2 separate regions of the Mus musculus genome follow, and region 2 is linked to region 1. The links are chromatin contacts, called in public Hi-C maps. All regions are on one chromosome and are shown on one strand. Each heading gives the region's core, a stretch centred on a gene start, on an enhancer-like site or on the middle of the called end of the contact. The rest is flanking DNA. Distances are from core to core; before and after follow the strand shown. Region 1 overlaps Commd1 (COMM domain containing 1). Region 2 has its middle 17 kb from the start of Gm12059.

Region 1 (3,646 bases), core at 936-3,435:
AAGAAGAGAATCAGGAGTTCAAGTTCATAATCCTTGGCTACATGGGAGTCTGAGACTGATCTGAGCCACATGAGACCCCGTTTCCTCCATTAAAACAAAGTGTGAAGCCCAGCAGTGGTGGCGCATGCCTTTAATCCCAGCTCTTGGGAGGCAGAGGCAGGTGGATTTCTGGGTTCGAGGCCAGCCTGGTCTACAGAGTAAGTTCCAGGACAGCCAGGGTTACACAGAGAAACCCTGTCTCAAAAAAAAAAAAAAAAAAAAAAAAAAAAAAAACCCACAACAAAAAAACAAACAAAAAAAGCGTGGTGGTGGGGAATATTAGCATTCTGTCTAAACTCCACCCCCACAGTTACCTGGCAACAACCAGGTAGGCCTGACCCACTATAAAAGGGGCTGCTTGCCCCTCCTCCCTCTCTTGTTCCTTTCTTGCTCTCTGGGGCTCTTGCTCCCTAGTTCTTCCCTTCCCATCCTCTCTTCCCCCCTCTTTCTCCATGTGCTCACTGCTGGCCTCTACTTCTCTACTGTCTCTCTCTCTCTCTCTGCTTTTCTCTGCCTCTACTACCCTCTTAACTCCCCTTCCCATGTCCTGAATAAACTCTATTCTATACTACATTATACCGCTGTGTGTCTGGTCCCTCAGGGGTAAGGGATGCCTTGGCATGGACCCACTGAGATATCCCCTCCCCCCATACCTCACTACACGCCCACAGAACATATTCTCTCTCTTTATCTTTTTATAAACACATCAGGAAACAAAGCATAAAATGTTGGAACACGTTCCCCCTATTGGTAAGCCAATTTTGATGCCTTACCACTGACAGTAGTAAGTCATTCTTGCTCAAAGCAAGAAATTTCACTTGGGATTCTAAAATCAATTTGTTCTCACTGATTGTGCCTTTTGCTATAGTAAGATTGAGGCTTATAGATCCTTGTTAAACTTTGAAAAATTGCAATCAACCCTTGAAGACAAAAAAAAAAACAAAAAAACAAAAAAACAAAACAAAACAAAAAATAACACCCCAAAACAAAAACAAAAACAACCAAACCCTGTGGGGCAGGGTCTGGGACGTAAGAAGCACAGCTGCAGCCCACAATGCTAAACTTGGCTGAGGCTCCCAGGAGGCAGTGGTCCCTCTTCCTGTTTGCTTTGGGCTGGCTCCTTTGTCCTCTTCTAACAAAATTCATACGTAGATTTATCACAGATGAGGAAAATATTTAGCTAACAAACAAGCATTTGTGCTATTAATTTAAAGGTTGTACAAAGAATGTTGACTTTTATCTCAAAGTCAAATCCCTGAAGTCTGTTCCATACACACCCTGATGTAGAAAACACCCACTGAGGCCCTGACAGAGTAGCAGCCTTGTCAGGGACCCTGCGTGTGATGGTCTACCTTGATTGACAACTGCACTGGAAACAAAACTCTGGGCATGACTGTGGGGCACTTTCTAGGTTCCATTCATTGAGGTGGGAGGATCCACCCTAAGTGTGGCCAGCACCATGGTGAGCAGGAGGAGCAGGCTACTGTAAAAAGTGAGCTGACAATGTGTGCTGGCAAGTTTTATATCAGCTTTACACAGCTGAAAAAAAAAATGTCCCCAAAGACTGGCCTGTGGACAGGTTCGGTAGGACATTTTTTTACTTAGTGATTAATGGGGAGGGCAGAGCCCATTGTGAGTGGAGCCACTCCTGGGCTTCTGGCAAAAGCAGGCTGAGGAAGCCTTGGGGAGCAAGCCAGGCAGCAGCAGTGCCCTGGGACTTTTGTTTAGGTTCTTGCTGCCTTGACTTCCCAACCCGATTTCCTTCAGAATATGAGAAATGAAATAAACCTTTGCTCCCCAAGTTGCTTTCGGTCATGGTGCTTTATCACAGCACCAGAAACCTAAGACAGTGAGTGTTCACTGCTTTCTGCTTCCTGACCGTGGGTGCAACGTGCCCCGCTGCCTCCACCACTCTTTCCTTGCACTGACAAGCTGTGAGTCAAACCTTCCCACCCTCAAGTTCCTTCTTTCCGGTACTCTGTCACAGAGCAGGACGGTCACCAATACATTGAGGAACTCAAGGCTAATTAAAGTAAATTTGACTTTGACAAACTACTCTGATATTGAAACAGTTCTTTTCTCCACTGATACACTGATACAATACCAAGTAACGCTCTCAAAAAGCTGAATTTTGGAGAAATAGTATGATTTGTAACAACATGGCACTTGAGGATCAGCTCTTCCCACTGGGCTCCTTGTTCCCTGTGCATCACTCCCTGCAGAAGTCCTGAGTGATTGAATGTGTGCTCTTGACACCAGCAAGACCACACATCAAGGACCCTAGCCTCAGACTCAAATGGCAAACCCCATCCTGCCCCAGCTCAGGAAAATGCTAAAGCCTTCCTGAAGGGTCTGAGTACGGAAATTGAAGGTGTCTGCAGGAAATGCCCACCAATAGCTCCCCAGACCCTATATTTATGGCCCAAAGACTTTTCTCCTAAAGAGACTGCTCCTACCAAGATTAGCTAAGCCTGTCTCCTGATCCAGATGTATTCTATAAACCTGCCTCCTTGTTTATCTATGTAAACCCACCTCCCTTTCTAACTCTACATAACAAAACACTGAGCTTCTGGGATACAGTTTCCCAACAGAGAGCTCAGTCCACCTACTACCAGCTTGTCTGTATGTTTGTCTTTTATTTCTTTGCCCCTGTCAAGTCAGATCTATCCCTGTACAGGCTGCACTAGCACCCTTAGTGTATCCAGATGACATACTGATGACAGAAAAGAGGCGTGTCACACTGGAACCAGCTGCTTGCAGCTCAGTCTGACTTTCCACCTTTTCTTTCAGAACAAATTGGAAGCCACCTGCAACTAATATAGATACTCAAAACAAGTGTCTCTTTATGATCAGAATATTTTAAAGCTTTCAAGGGGAGAACACTTTCCCCCAAGACAGGGTTTCTTTGTGTAGTTCTGTCCTGGAACTCACACTGTAGACCAGGCTGACCTCGAACTCAGAAATCCACCTGCCTCTGCCTCCCAGGAGCTGGGATTGAAGGTGTGCGCCACCACTGCCAGGCAGAACACTTTTTAAATGGTGTGGTGTTTGAATAGGAACAGCCCCCAAAGACTCAAAGTGTTTGAATGCTTGGCCCACAGGGAGTGTCACTACCAGGAGGTGTGGCCTTGTAGGACTACTGGCCTTGTTAGAGGAAGTTTGTCACTGTGGGGGGGTCTGTGATGCTCAAGCTTCAGCCAGTGCAGCACCCAGGCTCCTTCTGCTGCCTGTAGATCAAGATGTGGAACTCTTAGCTCCTTCTCCAGCACCATGTCTGTCTGCACACTGCTAAGATTAGCCATCTTCTGGCTAAGCATGCTCATTATTCATTCCTTACTTCCCCAAAGAAATTACTATCCGTGCAGTCAACACTCTTAACTCCATGGTTCCTCTGACAGTTTTCTTTTCACCGTGACTAACATCCACTTAGATCCAATCTGCTTTCCCAATCCAACTGAAATAGCCACTTTGTCCACAGGCACTGCACTTAAGCACATGGAATAGAAAGAAGAATTAAGACACACAATCTGCCTTTCAAGATCATAGTCAGTCAGATCTGTTACTGAGGCGCACAGGCTGCTTGCTTCTGAGAGGAGAGTGCCTTGCA
Region 2 (3,818 bases), core at 851-3,350, 120 kb after region 1:
ACCTTTATAAGAGTACAGCAAAGTACTCTTATAAAGTACAGCAAAACATTTAAACAATGCTCATCAACAAAACAGCTAATGCTCCCAACATCAGACCTGAAATGCTTAGCTCTATCACATCATAGTTTTAAAAAATTATTTATTTAACATATATATGTGTCTGAGTGTATGAGTATTACACCTTGTGTGTAAAATGCCAGTAGAAGTCAGAAGAGGGCATCCGATCCCCTAAAACTGGAGTTAAAGGTGTTTAGAGGTCACCATGTGGATACTTTGAGCTGAACCCCATCTCCGGCCAAGTCTCTTAGCCACTGAGCTCTCTGCCCAGCCTCCACCGTACCACACATTAAGCCATTAATGCATTAGCCAATATATACAGACTGAGTTGGATGGAAGGAGGTTGCTTTGCGGCTATGTATATAAATAGGAGGGCATATATTCACTCAGCATGGTGGCACATTCCTTTCATCTCAAGCACATGGGCTGTAGATGTAGGGAGAGTTCAAGACTGGCCTGTGCTGCAAAAGAAGATCAGATTAAAGAAGAGGGGTGTGTGAAAATGGACAAAACTCAAAGCTTACCTACGGCATTGCAACTGACGACTCTGTCCAATGGCTTAAATGGTGTCCTTTTTTTCTTCTTCTCTTTTCTTTTTCTCTCTAGTCATTTTATCTGACTTTAGCAGTCTTTCTCTACTCTCCAAGGTAAATAATGACAGACTGCCCCAGTTAAAAAAATACATAAGCAATAATTAGTACTGGTAAATATCTGAATCTAGATTCCCCTCTCAGCCCCGTCTGATCCAAGCCTCATCAGGGTTCCTTGGGATGGAGGCCTTGGACTCGTGATGTTCCAGGAGACAGTTCTCTCTCTCGGTCTCTCCACCATTATTCTGATTTTTTTGTTTTGTTTTGTTTTTAAATCAGACCGAAGAGAAATTACCCAAGGTTGATTTCAAGGTTGTTTTTTTGTAGGCATAATTAGGGTTATTATTTTGAGCCAATCAGGCACAGACCCTCTTTGGATAATAATCTAATGCTTCTTAAAACCATCCAGAGACCCTGGCTCTTAGAGACAAGGATGGAGCACAGATGAACTGAAAGGGGCAGATCTTTGGCCTCAATCAGGTGCTTATTGTGAAAGAGGAAAACAACTGGAATGGGAAAACACTCAAAAAGTTTTCATGCACTGCTTCAACAAATGCACAAAGCCTAATGGGGGTATGGGCTAGAAGTTTACAGGGATGGAAATGCATGAACCACCACAAGAACCCTGAGTTTATCATAGCACTGAGAGGCAAGGCCTGCCCAGCCACGATTTCCTTGACAATAAAAACATGACTAAGATGTGACCTGTGTTACCCATGTTATGCCCTGATTCCTCAGGAAGCCCAGGCGAGCTCAGGAAGTGCAGAGTCCGCTGCAAGTGGGCATGAAAGACTTTTTACTGAAAATGAGTCAGACTTGGATCTCAAACCCCCTACAGCGATCCTGATCCCTAGCTCCGGTGTTTTAGCACTTATATACAGAGCAGTTAGAAATTCATTAAATGCTTAGGGTGAAGGAGAGGGAAGGCGGGTCAGGTAAGTCATAGCTCAGACATGATACCATTTGGTGGGGCGGAATCCCGAGGCTGGGAGGGGGATTAAAGATTGTCTTTTGTGGGGCTATCAGGAACTAGTTTTATGGCTGGCCATAACTGTCTGTGACCTCTGATTACCTCTTTTCTGCGATTTAAGCGTGGGACCCTAATCTTTCTTCAAGGATATGCACCAGCTGCACCTGGTTATCTAGAAAAGTGCTAGTCTTGGTGCCACTGAAGCTGAGGAGTTTTTGTCATTTGTCTTACTCCTTGAGTCCTCCGGGACCAGCCAGGGAGGTGGAAAGAATCCCGGCATTTGCTGCAAGGCAGGAGGGGGAAGGGTGGGGGAAAAGCAGAGCTTCTGAGGGAAAATGCAAAGGCAAGCACAGGAGCAAGCCTCAACATGCTTGCCAGGGAAGAGCCTAAGGGGGAAGGGGACTTCTGCAGGACAGCGCAGAAACAAGCCGCCTGTGCGCCTCACCCAGACTATAACTGCTTCAGAAGTTCAACCCTTCCGTATCCTCGGCTCAACCCATCTCACGTCTCGCTGTCCCTTCTCCTAGGCTAGGCACGTGCCCTACGGTCCTGTCTAGTGTCTCAGCCACTACCACACTAGCATCTCAGAATCCTCTGTTCATTTGTCTTTCCTGTCTCAAAGCTCCTACCAGGGTTGGGCAAGAGCCATTGTCTGCTTTCTCAGCTTGCTCTCCAGGGTCCTGGAGTAGAGTAGTAGTCCTGACTTGACTTTGCAGGAGTTAAGGTAACAGCTCACCGTAGCTCTTCCATTTTTCCTGCTTTTCTGGAGCCTCTGATCTCAGTGGAGCCTTACTGACCAGTCTCTGAGTAAATCACCGGCACTGCTGCCCATTTTCCTCAATTACTGAAGGAAGCGGGACATCCGGCTTCACTTCCGCTTCTCTGCTCGTCTGAAACCTTCTGATTCCCACTCCTCCTTCCCTCCGGTGATCCCTTCACACTTAACCTATTCTATGGATTTCCGTATCACAAACACCGCAAGACTGATTGGGTTAAAACGCCATTATTACCTCAGGGCTCCTCACAGTCTGGATTATATAATAGTTTAGGCACAGGAAGTGCTGATTTTGACTCTCCAATGAGACTGCAACTAAGAAACAACCGTGCTCACCAGGAGGCCTAACAGGGCTGGAGAACCCTTGTCCACAGCTGAATATCCTTACAATACGCTAGCGGGTGTCCCCAGAGCAAGAACACTGAGAAGGCAAACAAGAAAGAAGCCTAGCGCTCTTAAAATCCTCTCAGAGATGGTTGCCCTCACTACTGCTGCCAATAAATTGTTTTATTCTCTAGAACTGACTACACCCATACTATAGGAGTACAATTAATTTACATCTCTTAAAAAAAAGAGCTGTACATTTTTGTGGACATACTTTAAAATGATCAAATGTCTCAGATCACTTTTTCAAGGCTTTCTGCTTTCAGGACTGTTTCTCAAAATGTGATCTATTCCCTTCACTTAACACTCAGCTTCTGAGAGCCCTAACCGAACACTACTGCTGTTGAGAACAGTCAGTGGTACAGTGCTCACTGCGCCACACACAGCCTAGCCACAGGCAGTCATCTCCCCTTCACCTCAGCCAGCAGAACTTAGTTCTGCAAGCATGGCTTCAGCTTTCCTGCCGCTGAGTCTTCCCCTCACCAGACCACAACCTTCTCACGTCTTATTTCCCAAGCTCTGTTGAAACCCAGAGCTCCTTGGTTTTCCCTCTTCTCTCTCGCATCCCAGAGCATACATACAACTGTCAGCTTCACCGTTGCAGTCTGTTTTTCAATGTGGCTCCTGACATACATCTCTGTACTCCTTTCCACATCCCAACAGACTAAGTCCTTAATCTTTTTTGACTCGATAAATTTACCTAAATGATTAAAATTTAATTTTGCTTTCATCAAAAGGCAAATTAAAGTCCCTGTTATCGCCAATTCTATTAAATTAATACATTGAGCTAAGGGAAATTGCAGAATGGTTTCTGCTTTAGAAGAATACAGATTTCTTTTCTATTATTTGAACAATTTTAATGGAATGATTAAAATTAAATCATGGTTATTCACCAAAAGGGTTTGCTTCTGAGATGTGTGTGCATATAAGTACTCTTGCAATCCCCTGTCAACATGAAATTTCCATGGAAACAGATCTCACACACTGGGGAAGAAAGGAATTGGATTGTGTTTGAACTGTATTTTTGTCATCTCCATGGAGC

The links. Hi-C and Micro-C count contacts between places; a contact is called where the count stands out from the background.
Region 2: a Hi-C map of trophoblast stem cells shows a contact between it and region 1, with 39 times the contacts expected there. The contact joins two enhancer-like sites. A contact is called at or near these places in 8 of 484 Hi-C or Micro-C datasets (the 4T1 cell line, ECoMG myeloid progenitors, differentiating spermatogonia and 5 more).

The regions. Positions count from the first base shown.
Region 1 is chr11:22,927,041-22,930,686 of GRCm38.p6, forward strand. All of the region lies in intron 2 of Commd1 (COMM domain containing 1), which reads right to left. Among named protein-coding and RNA genes, the nearest start is that of Zrsr1, 43 kb to the right of the region's middle. Within about 2 kb of position 2,186, at least 61 of the 459 cell types and tissues checked have an H3K27ac peak or open chromatin away from gene starts, as enhancers often do.
Region 2 is chr11:23,046,096-23,049,913 of GRCm38.p6, forward strand. No RefSeq gene overlaps it. Among named protein-coding and RNA genes, the nearest start is that of Gm12059, 17 kb to the right of the region's middle. Within about 2 kb of position 2,101, at least 37 of the 459 cell types and tissues checked have an H3K27ac peak or open chromatin away from gene starts, as enhancers often do.